Regions from separate parts of the Triticum aestivum genome. Here region 2 is linked to region 1. The links are chromatin contacts, called in public Hi-C maps. All regions are on one chromosome and are shown on one strand. Each heading gives the region's core, a stretch centred on a gene start, on an enhancer-like site or on the middle of the called end of the contact. The rest is flanking DNA. Distances are from core to core; before and after follow the strand shown. Region 1 holds the start of LOC123156565 (protein RER1A). Region 2 has its middle 3.0 kb from the start of LOC123157288.

The links. Hi-C and Micro-C count contacts between places; a contact is called where the count stands out from the background.
Region 2: a Hi-C map of leaf shows a contact between it and region 1, with 3 times the contacts expected there. The contact joins the enhancer-like site here to the promoter of LOC123156565 in region 1. A contact is called at or near these places in 2 of 5 Hi-C or Micro-C datasets (both in leaf).

The regions. Positions count from the first base shown.
Region 1 is chr7B:558,282,253-558,288,237 of IWGSC CS RefSeq v2.1, reverse strand. It overlaps LOC123156565 (protein RER1A), which reads left to right and starts at 2,990. Exons shown (of 3, transcript XM_044574724.1): 1 at 2,990-3,465; 2 at 4,496-4,676; 3 at 5,115-5,394. The coding sequence starts at 3,113. The coding sequence ends at 5,162. LOC123156564 (type 2 DNA topoisomerase 6 subunit B-like) reads left to right here. Exons shown (of 12, transcript XM_044574723.1): 9 at 893-1,034; 10 at 1,179-1,372; 11 at 1,491-1,611; 12 at 2,328-2,837. The coding sequence ends at 2,630.
Region 2 is chr7B:558,809,410-558,815,394 of IWGSC CS RefSeq v2.1, reverse strand. No RefSeq gene overlaps it. Among protein-coding and RNA genes, the nearest start is that of LOC123157288, 3.0 kb to the left of the region's middle. Within about 2 kb of position 3,629, at least 7 of the 8 cell types and tissues checked have an H3K27ac peak or open chromatin away from gene starts, as enhancers often do. A contact at or near this core is called in leaf, where this site is marked.

The DNA.
Region 1 (5,985 bases), core at 1,741-4,240:
ATGCCAACATTGTTTTGCTCAAATTGCCCATACATGATCCACGATTGGCGTTCTCAAATCACCCTACTATTACCTAAACGCGTCTAGAGTAGAATTGCGCTATTTTTTGTTCATTTCCTCCTAAAAGAGCATACCTCTGTTATATTCTGTTTGTAATTATTTTAGGACTCCTTCCTTCTTTTTTCAGTTTCATAGTTAATATGTATATATGTGATATCTTGGCTTTCAGTAGCACTTATTTATCACTGGAACGCATCTTTATTTTTTTCCCTTGCACTTATATCTAGAAGGAATGATATGCTTGGAGATCTTTCATTTGCCTTCTTTTTGCATTTCGTATTTGATCTGCCTTGTTAAGCAGATCACTCAGTTTCTTCATTGTGAATTTGTGCTCATGTACATTTTTTTTCAGTGTCAGATAGAAATAGGAAAAACAATTGAGAATAGTACTGAAAATTGTCTTACAGTAACTGATTCTTAGATGTATGTGTCAAACATATTTACAGTTGAATGAATACATATTTGTACACTGGAAGTCTTCAAAACGTTGCGTTTGAACTCTATTTACTGATCTAGGCCTTGTCGCTTTCAGTTGTGTATGAGAGAAAACCATTTATGTTGACCCACAACATCCGGCACTGTACTGGATTATTACATTCGTTGCCCACACCCAAGCATGGTCACTTTCAGGCTTCTGTTATGCATGCGCTTGGCTCCTAATTCCTAACCTTGCTGTTACCTAGTCTGTAGTCATTATATTCAACCCTTGGCATACTAATGGATAGCACATGCATATTATATAATTCTGGTATGATGAATTCTTCGTATTGCTGTTCTACATATTAGACATAATCTCCAAGTTTATTCTTCCGCTTTCTGATGCTCATGTCAGAGATCGTCTGAAGGTTGGAACTGGATCTGCCAAGAACTCAGACAGAAGAAGAGATAAAGGGCTACTTGTTGAAATTGCCATAATGGTTGCGCACACTGCATCTGATTTGAGTTGTTGGATGGTTAATTGCTCATCTAGTCAGGTTTACATCAACCATTGAGCTAGAGAATCTGACTTTGTAGTTACATACTTTCATTTTACTACTCATACGCATCTCATGTTTATGGTGATATCGTGATTCAACTGAGCTCATTGCTTCTGATGGACGGTGAATGGCCTATTGCAGGTTTTGCATTTTCAAGACTTTGTACCCTGCCCCATTTCACAGTCATCCTTCAATGTGCTCATGAGTATGGATTGGCAAAGCTTCGGTTTCAAGTTAAAAGGAGGTTTCATGGATGACGAAGGAAATGCTGTGCTTGAGTGGGATAACCTGACATTTGCTCGTGTTGATATTGCCATTCACACTTACCATGGAATATATCCAGCTCCTGTTTTGTGCATACTTTCATTTTCTATTGGTCGTTTGGGCGTGGATGTTCAACATGGGTTTTCCCCAATTGTTTTTATCTAGTTATCCTTGACTTGCTTTAGCTACAGTACAAGAATGGCAGAGATCTGAACCAGATAAATATGTTGTGAGGAAGGCACTTAAGCTTGCATTGCATAACCTGAAAGCAGATCATGCAGGAGAGTTTATCAGTTGTCATGGAAAGAAGGTATGTGTTACATGTTTTCTGCTAACTAACATAATTGTGAAGACTTTCATTTCTCATGTACCTTCAGTCTGTTATAATTTTTCAACTGAAGAAATATTATTGTTAGTTGGAAGAGAGCATTGTCTAAGGTGCAAATTGTCTAAACATGCTATACTGTCATCAGATATCTAAGGTGCAAATTGTCTTAAACCTGTGCAAATAACAATGCAAACCAACCTCGTAGTCTTTCAGAGGAGCAAACTGATCTTATGGTTACAGTTTTTAACAGAAACAAAAAAAAAACCTTAGTAAGCATTATATATTCAAATATTACATGGTCTGGAAAATATGCAGCACCATAAGCTCTGCTTCTCCAACATGCTTCATTGCAATTGTTCAGCTCCACTGCTACAGCACCACATAACCTCAGCGGTGCAATTTTCCACGCAAAAGAATAGTATTAAGCGGGCCTTGTAGGTAGAACGGTATTGTTCCTAACTTTATTGTGAATTGACTTCCCTTTCCATGAAAATAAGCGTAAACACCAGTCTGGTTCATGTTGATAATGAGCTCTGTAAAATAGAACCACGTTCGACAACTTCCAAGCATGTCCTTGGCTACTCTTGCTTAGTAGGTATTCTTCCAAGTACTGTTCACTAACCACTACCGTTTGCTGCACCTTGCTGCCTGAACTGACAACAAGCATTGCGGTAACACGCTGTTCATGCCATTTCCAGATTCTTGAATACGTCCCCGACCTCGCTCAGTCGATCGCTGGCCTGATCTCGTCGTCCAATGACCGAGAGTTCCGAGATGAATGCGCCGCGCTCCTCGGGCTGGGCTCCGGTCAAGACATCTCGGAAGGGGCGGTCAGGTCCTGCATCGGCGACAAGATGGCCCGCATCATAGAGATGGGCGACGGCAAGGAGAAGGCCGAGGACAGCGCGCCGCCGTACCTGTTCGAGTGCGAGAAGCTGGATGAAGACAGCCCGCTGCTCGACGAAGAGGATGGAGACGAGGACATGATTTTTGATTTCTAGCATCGTAGTCAAGTAGGAGTATGATACGACAGTCTTTGCTAGATAAGTTTATATAGGCCCGGCTGACAAGTGTTTTTGCTTCCTTCTCCCGTATGCAAAATGTATAAACATCACATATATGTATGCCGTAGATGTTACCATATTTTGTATGAATTTGGTTAAATTCAAACAGATTTGACCTAGATCCAAGCTGAAATTTGGTTCAAATTTCCCATTGTTTTAGATGGAACACGGGAATCTTCCCAGAAATTCCACGGAGATTCCCCCGTGGGAGGGCAGCAGGTGGACGGATGCGTGTGAGTGTGCCCGAGCCGAACCCGCGTTTCGCTTTACACCATGTGAAGGCTCCGCTCGCGCACCGCTTGACCGGTCCTCCTCGCACACCCACGCACGGAACCTAGCCATCAGCCCACCTCCCCACCCCACCGACCGGCTCGCTCCCATCCCCCAGAAATCCCCAACCCGAGCGGCGAGCGACGACCATGGAGCCCGTCGGCGGCGGCGGGGGCGCGTCCTCGGCGGCGGAGCGGTACCGCGCGGAGGCGGCGCGGGCGTTCCAGCACTACCTGGACCGGGCGGCGCCGCACACGGCGGGGCGGTGGGCGGGCACGCTGCTGGCCGCCGCCGTCTACGCGCTGCGGGTCTACTACGTCCAGGGCTTCTACGTCGTCTCCTACGGCCTCGGCATCTACCTCCTCAACCTCCTCATCGGCTTCCTCTCCCCCATGGTCGACCCGGAGCTGGAGGCGCTCGACCAGGCCGGCCCCGCGCTCCCCACCCGCGGCAACGACGAGTTCAAGCCCTTCATCCGCCGCCTCCCCGAGTTCAAGTTCTGGTATATCCATCTCTTCTCGTCTCCAGTCCCCTTTGATTTGATTGCGTGAAATTGATGCTAAATTCGAGATCAGATGCAATACCCTTCTCGAGACCCAGATTTGATCGAACAGCTCGCTTTTTTTTTTCCGGCAGTTTCGCAAGATTCGCCTGCCAGCAAGTGGGCTCACCAACAACCCATTTGTAAATGGGTGGATAGCTGGAACATTTATACAGCCTTGCTAATTCATGTGCCTTGCCAGCTCCTACGTTAGATGTGATACACCCATTTTGTTGACCTGCTTGAGGGTTTTCCTTTCATAGTCGGAGCCACTTGCTGACAAAGTTTTCTAGTGCAATTGCTTAGGATTGCATAGTCTGGGATTCTCTAGGTGAACTCTTGCATTTGTGTGCAATTGGAGTTTTGTAGTGCTCCGACTTTAAGAGGTTGCGTATTCTGGAAAGGATATGCTGCATTTTTCTAGGCCATTCCATCTTGCTAACTGCTCTTACTTCCCTATGAAGAGCTGTTAGCTTTCCATTTTGTAGAAGAACTCCTTGTTAAGCCATTTGGTGTTCTGTCGGTGGTAGTCTCGGTGTTGTATGCATGGTTCAGAAGTTCAGATGGGATTCTACAATCAATATCTTTCCAGTTTGCAAGTAGTATATGTTAACTGCCTCTGCCGCATTGCTTTTCAAGTCATTGTGGTGTTCTTTTAGTGGTATTTAGTCTGCTGTTATATGGTAACATTTTTCTATGGAACAACTATTGTGTAGTGAATTGTACTCCCTCCGTCCTAAAATTCTTGTCTTAGATTTGTCTAAATACAGATGTATCAAGTCACGTTTTAGTATTAGATACATCCATATCTAAACAAATTTAAGACAAGAATTTTGGGACGGAGGGAGTAGATCAGATGGCATGGAGTAGGCACTAGTTTGAAAAGATTTTGTTTTCCGGTGCCTATGGGTTCTTGGCCTTTGTTTGTCTGTAATGTTGTGCGCAGTGCAAATGTAGAAAACCCACACTAACCTACTGCTGCTATTCTCAGGTATGCCATCACAAAAGCCTTCTGTGTTGCTTTTGTCATGACATTCTTCTCCGTATTTGATGTTCCTGTCTTCTGGCCAATACTACTCTGCTATTGGATTGTGCTCTTTGTCCTGACAATGAAGCGCCAGATTTTACATATGGTCAAATACAAGTATGTCCCATTCAGCATGGGGAAGCAGGTGAGAATTTGCTGCTGGTTGGAAGTTACTTAGTTTTTTCAGCTGCTTTAAACTTAAGTAGATCGTGCTTTCTGCAAGATCTCTGCAAAATCAGTGCAAAATTCTTTCCATGCCCCATTAGTCATTACAGGTTTAATGCCGATTGATCGTTGATGCACAGTTGCATGTCACTTGTACTACTTGGTGCCATGAGCCCGTGAGGCAATCAGAATTGAACCCTGTGAATGCTTCCTGATTGAACTTTCCTACTTTGGTCTGGAGTAAACTATATCTGTTTAGGAGCTCAGGAGCTAGCATGTCATTATTGGTCCACGTCCACCATGGATTAGCAAGCTTTTTAACATCATACCAGAATATTCTCCCTAGGATCTGCACTTCAAAAGTTAGCGAATTTACGATATTTTGGCTTACATTCTTCGCTTGCAATTTCCAATGCAGAAGTATGGAGGAAAGAAAGGCCCCTCAACCAGCGGATCCAAAGATTGAGGCGCGGATGCCAAATCCCTGTGTCGCTCTTCTGTGAGCCAAAGATTGAGGTTTTATTAGTACAACCTACTGACAGTGAATGTACAAACTAGTAACTCTTTCATTGGTTGGTGATACCTTGTTCTGCGTAGTAGATCAGTAGTAGCTTCCGTACGCTGGTCATTTGTCACGTGTTCTGTTGTAGTACTGTGAGAGTGTGCAATGCAAATCAAAACCATTGGGACTCGTGCAACTCTTTGTTGCTACCACCTACTCCATTTCCTGGAGGATCTCTGCAATTTGCTTCTGCAACACTTGATCTCAGTGACTTTTCTTATATGTTCATCTTTTGCTGTTCAAATATATGTGAAGTTCAGATTTGGTCCATGAACTCCAATACTAGGCAACATTTTTTTTCTCTCTTGAGGCCCAATACTAGACAACACCATTGATTGTCAAAAAACCAGACAGTTTTGGTCGCGCTGCTGGTGCAAAGTGATTTCATGGATGAAATTTGCCACGGCTCCTTTGATTCAAAGGCATTTAACAGAATTTGTGGAGGATTTGGATCCTTGGAGTTTTCCCTATGTTGGTCGTTATTTGATTTGCTGGATTGAAATCCAATCAACTTTTTACTTGGGATTCTTTTGCACTCTTATCGTGGAGGAAAATTTCCATCTACTCAAACCACTTGTGGAATTTCCTTTGCTTTTCTCGTGCTATCAAACGTTCATCTGAATTCATGTACTCCCTCCATCCCATAATGTAAGACGGTTTTTGACTCTAGTGTAGTGTCAAAAAACGTCTTATATTATGGGACGGAGGGAATAGTTTTGTAATTTCA
Region 2 (5,985 bases), core at 2,380-4,879, 530 kb before region 1:
TGGTCAAACCGACTCAAAAGTCAAAACCAATATCCATCCCCTTACAGGTGGGGCCACGGGCACCACATAAAACCTCGATGAACCACATCGCTGTAAATCGTGGGAGCTTAGTAACTTGAAGGACTAGACAATTGTCCGTGGGTTGCAACGGGAGTAAACATTCTAGTAGATTAGCCTGTGGCTACATGTCCATTATTATATTAATGCGCTAAAATCTTAGCAAGTTTTTACATGCAATCGTCATGATTTACCTGTTATTTTATTGTTATTAAGCACTTAGTATTTGCTAAGAATTTAATGACTTATGAAACAAAATATGTTTTTATTTTGGTAAGTTAATAAAATATGAGACAATTGATTCTATTTTAGGGAGAATAGATGGGATAAAAAAATCAGAGATGGAAGGAAAAAAATCAAAGAGGAGAAGGAAAGTGGAATGTATATAAGAAAAGTTGGACGAGATAGAGGTGAAATGGAAATCTTACTTTTTAAAAAAAAGTAGTAGAGAAAGAGACATCGATTATTGTTCAATTATCATGGATGTATTTGTTGGCATTATATTCCATGTCTTACATCAAGAGCATGTCTCTTGAACACATGTGCCGCCACTATTAGCTTTTCTAGAACAAAAGAAGAGGAAAAGCCCTAAAAACTAGAGACTGGTAGAACATTGCAGACACGTTTCAATTCAACCACTCAACACACACAAATACGGTCTCTTATTGCTTCACAAGACACAAAGCTGGCTTCCGTGGCTGCTTCTTATTCCCACGCCTCATCATAACCGAGCCTGAACATCGCGTCCCATAAGAAGCGGAATTCCCGTCTAATACGAGCGGTCACTTTGGCGACGCCATGCATCCACCAGGCCGCCATGATCACGCAGACAAGGGCTGCGTGGGGGCTCCTATGGCGGAGGTAGAGCGCCGCGAGCACGAACGCGGTAGCCAGCACCATGAACAGTGTGAAGTATTTGCCGAGAGCCTCGAATTCCTTGTCTCTCTTCTTGTACCTGGCCACCTCCCTCCGATGCTTCGAGCTCTGCTGCCTTCTCTTCTGCTCGGTCGCCGCGCCCGCCGCTGACCACGTCCAGGCCATAGAGCACACTTCTTCCTGCAGCTGCCGGTTTCGCCGCCATGGCGGTGCTCGAGCGAGGTTTCGTTCTTGGTATCCTTTGGCAGGGGTCTGTCCTGTGATGGTTCATGGCGGCTATGGCCTATGGGACGCTTATATTGGGGCGATCGTGTTGGGAGCTCCTAGTCGGCGCTGCGAGCGCCGGTTAGCGCTAACAGCGCTCGTAGAGGGAGCTAGCGGGCCGGCCCAATCGAGGAGTATAACGATGCAAAAACTAGGATTTGAACCCATCACCTAACGTATAGCAACGTGATGCCCTAACCACCAGACCGAGATGCTAAACATGTCAACTACCAGAAACGAGGTACATTTAACCCTTCCTCTACAGATATATTATAGACCTAGAGTTAATTATTTAAAAAGTAAATTCACAAAAAAACCACAAAATCTGAAAATAGGTTCATGAAAAATGGAAAAAGATCATCAATTTCGGAGGAAACCTTCAACCATTTTGAAAAAAGTTCACAAATTTGAAAAATAGTTCACTGTTTTCGAAGAGAAGTTCCTCGAATTAGAAAAAAGTTCATCAAATTTCAAAAAAAGTTCATCGATTTTCAAAAGTTCATCAAATTTTTAAAAAGTTCATGGGTTTCAAAAAAAGTTCATAGATTCCGAAAAAAGTTCATCAAATTTGGAAAAAGTTCATATAACTTTACAAAAATGTTCATTGAATTTCAAAGAAAGTTCATCAAATTTGAAAAAAGTTCATCGAATTTCAAAAAAGTTCATCTAAATTGAAAAAGTTCACTAAATTTGAAAAAAGCTCGTCAAATTTCAAAAAATCGTCGGTTAAAAAAAAAGATTCGGAAAAAGTACATTGATTTGCAAAAAAGTTCACGAATTTAAAGAAAAAGTTCACTGATTTTAAAAAAGCGCACAATAAAAAAACAAAAAAGTTGAGAAAAAAAAGAAAAAGGAATAAACCAAAGTGAAGAACGAATAAAAAGAAGAAAACAAACTAACCATACACCAGTGAGTGGATGGCATGGTGGCTAGAATTGAGCGCTCCCAACGAATGGGTTGCGTGTTCGAACCCCCGTGCCAGCACTTTTCTTAACGTTTTCGAAACACAAGAAGGAGAAAGATAGAATGGGCCGGCCCATCTTGGACTGCTGTAGGCGCCCGTTAGCAAATTGCACTGTAACGGGCGCCTGGGCAATCCCTATTTGATGCGCGCGTGCGTCAAACTGGTGTGCTTTCGCTGAAGAGCCTAAGCCACCACCGCGAAACGGGCCGGCCCACTAGTGTTCCCTCAACCAGTCTTTTTTCTGTTTTTTTTCTTTTAGCGAGTTTCCGGCTTTCCCTATTTTCTTTTTTACTTGTTTTCCTTTCCATTTTGTTTTCTATTTCTATTTCTATTGTTTTGTAATTTTCTTTCGTTATATCCTTTTTCGTTTTTATTTGTGTACTTTGTTTTCAAGAAAATGTTTTTGAAACGCCAAGTTTTGTTCATGATTTTGAAAATTGTTCACGGTTTTCAAATTTTATTCATGTTTTAAAAAACTGTTCACATTTCAAAATTGTTCAGCTTATATCATAAAAATATTCAACGTGTATTGAAATATTGTTCAATGTTTATCACAAAAATGTTCAATGTGTAGTTAAAAGTTGTTCAGTGTACATTACAAAAATGTTCAATGTATATTTAAAATTTGTTCTGCGTATATCACATAAAATGTTCAATGTGTATTTAATATTGTTCAGCATATTTCACAAAAAAATTAATGTGTATTTAAAATTTGTTCACTATACATTACAAATATGTTCAAATTACATTTAAAAATGTTCAATGGTCGAAATTTCGATTTTTTTTATCTAGCCCTACATTACTTCTTAAATGTTCACGCGGCCAAGTAATCACTTAAACTCAGTGGCGTGAGTGGCAAAGAACAGTTGCTTACGAGAGTGGGGTCTCGAGTTCGATTCCTCGATGGATCTTTTTGTGGGATTTTTAGTAGCGACTGTGCGTAACGCGATCAGTGGGCTGGCCCATTAAGAAAGTCCCCTGCGCGAAAGCTCGTCTGTTTGACGCACGCAGGCGTCGAACGGGAGCTCTCGAACGCCTGCAGCGCCAAATAGAAAATGCCAATCGTGTTCCTGTTGAACTCGAACAGAGCTGGAAGTTTCCATATATCCAGCCCAGCCCGTTCAACGCCTGGGCAGGTGAGGCCCACGCAAGTATCACCTTCCGCCTCGGCCCCCGGATGGGCCGGCCCGTTCAGACCGGACAGCGCAGATCCGGTCCGTTTTCAGTCAGATCTCCATTACCACCAACCACGGAAACTGCAGCGGCAACGTGCGCCGGCCGGAGGTGGGTGGCCTCCCGTCCCGTCCCCGCGTGCATGCAGACTTGCAGAGTACCGGCCCGCCCGATGCGGCGCGCGACATCCTCGAGGTCGAGGGACGCAGTGGCGCAGAGAGCACGCTGCCGTGTCGCACCGTGCGTGCGTGCGTGCGAGCTAGCTGTGCCACGGGCTGTCGGGCACGGCCACCGCCCAGCGAGCCGCGTCCGCTCCTTCCTCTCTGGTCCGGGACGCGGGCCCGGGGAGAGCTGCTGCGGGCCACGTCGACCCCACGAGACGGCGCGTCGGGGCAGGGGCCACACCACGCGCCGGGTTATTCTGCACGTCGATTATTGCATGCATGCGTCCTTTCCTCGCTCCCGTCCCGGCCATGTGACGCGAGCGGACAGGGACCCGGCGATCTACGCGCTCCGCGGATCCGGCCACCGCCGCGCCGCCACCCGTCTGGCTGGCTGGCTGTCTCTCTCGGTCTCTCCCCATCACCGCCGTGATGTCACGACGTGAAAAGATCCCGCGATTAATTCTGTAGCAAAGACGGGAGAGACGCAAGAAAATTCGAAGTAGCTTCCACGCTAAAACTAGAGTAAATTGCACAGAAGTGCCACAATTGAGGCATTGGAAGCAGATTGGTACCAAGATTGGTAATTTTTACATGTCAGTACCAAGATTGAGGCGAGCCGTTGCAAAAAAGACTAAAAGTGTGTTTTATACGTATTGACAGAAAAGCTGACCGGTTGGGCCTGCCCGTCAGGCGACACGCTGGCCAGTGCGCGCGTGCCCGCGCGCTGACTGGGCGCTGACTGGGACGAGGCCGGCTCGCACCGTTTAGGTCTCGCTGGTGCGACCGAGCCAGACCCCGACCCCGCTCTGCCCTCTTCCTTCTCCTCCTCGCCGGCGGCTGCCTCCCCGCCCGCCCCGCCGCCCGCCACACCACGCCACCGTAGTCATGGATCGAACTGCTTAGGCGCTGTCACCTCCCCCACGGCTGCTCGTCCTCGCGCCCTCCTCTCCCCCGCGGCTGCTGTGCCCTAGGCGACGATGGCCTCGGCTACTCCGGCAGGCGCCGATGGCCGGGGCGATGCGAGCGGCGGCGACCTCCCCCGCTTAGGCCTCGATGGGAGTGGCTGCTACTCCAGCTCGGAGTACAGTAGCGAGGACGAAGATTTTGCGGAGCCGGCGTTGTCGATGGAGCAGAGGCTGAAGATGGCGCGAATTTGGGTGGCCAACCCTAGCACCGCCCATCAGTGGACTCATGGCATCGGTGGTGTTCTGTAAGTGTTCCATTGTTCCATCTTTGCAAACTGAAATTGGGGATTAGGGTTAGGGTTTACTGCCTGGTTTACTGTCTGCATGTTTAGCACTCTAATTGCTAGTTCCTAAGTAGAGCAGAGAAGTATAGTGGATTACATGAGTCCTAACTAGAGCAGAGCAGAGCAGCATTAGTGGATTACATTGTTATTTCTTAGTCCAAATTGTCAGAGCAGCATTAGGTGTTACCTAGTTAGAGCAGAGCAGAGCAGAGAAGCATAGTGGATTAAATCATTCCTAACTAGAGCAGAGCACCATTAGTTAACTTAAACAAAGCTTTGTTTATATGTTAACTTAAAAAATTCCTAACTAGAGCAGAGTCCAAATTATATGTTAACTTAAACAAAGCTTTGTTTATATGTTAGCCTATCTGTTAAGTAAAATTGTTTATTAACCATTTTTTCTGTTATTTCATTTTGCAGTTTGTATGATGACATTTTGGATGTTAGGTTCTATTTTGATGCTTCAGAAATGTTTGAGCTGAAGCTCTGCAGTTCAGATGTAACATATCTGAATATGATTGCAGTGATGGAAACCCAAGGATTTAGTGAATATGATCTGCTGTTTCACATTGAGAATCCACAATTAGGGGAGAAAGGATTGGAGATGGTAGAGTGTAATGCTGAGTTGCAATTAGTAAAGAAGCAGGTTGAGGAGTCTAAGGTCTTAAATTTGCTAGTGAGGGCATGTCCACCTCCTTGCAGCCAGTTTGAGAGGCAAGAATTATCCACTATTGTGTATGAAGAGCCTGTGTTATATGATCTCAGTGAGCCACCCATCTATGCTGTTAATGAAGAAGGAGTTGCATTTGAAAGTCAGACTAGCAGCTGCAGTGTAGCTCATGGTACTGGTGTTTGCACACAAGAGAGCAAGAATGTAAAAGGAAAACTGAAAGCTGTTATGGAAATAGAAGAAGAAGAAGAGGGATATGTTGGCAGTGGTGGTTCTGATTGTGAAGGTGAAGAGGACATTGATGTACCACCTTTTTATATGGGTGATGCTGATGACATAGAGATGGCTGAGGGAAAGAAACAGAAAGAGTATGATGAAATGGAAGAGGAAGAAACAGATGATGAAGAATCTGAGGAGGAAGAAGTTGTGCATTATGAGGGTGACACAGAGGTTGAGGAACCTTTTCAAATGGATGAAGATGACAAAGTTGTTTCACAGGATGAAGAAACTGTAATTGTACATGAAGAGAAGAAGAAGAAGAAATAGAAGCTTCCAATTAGGAGAGGGC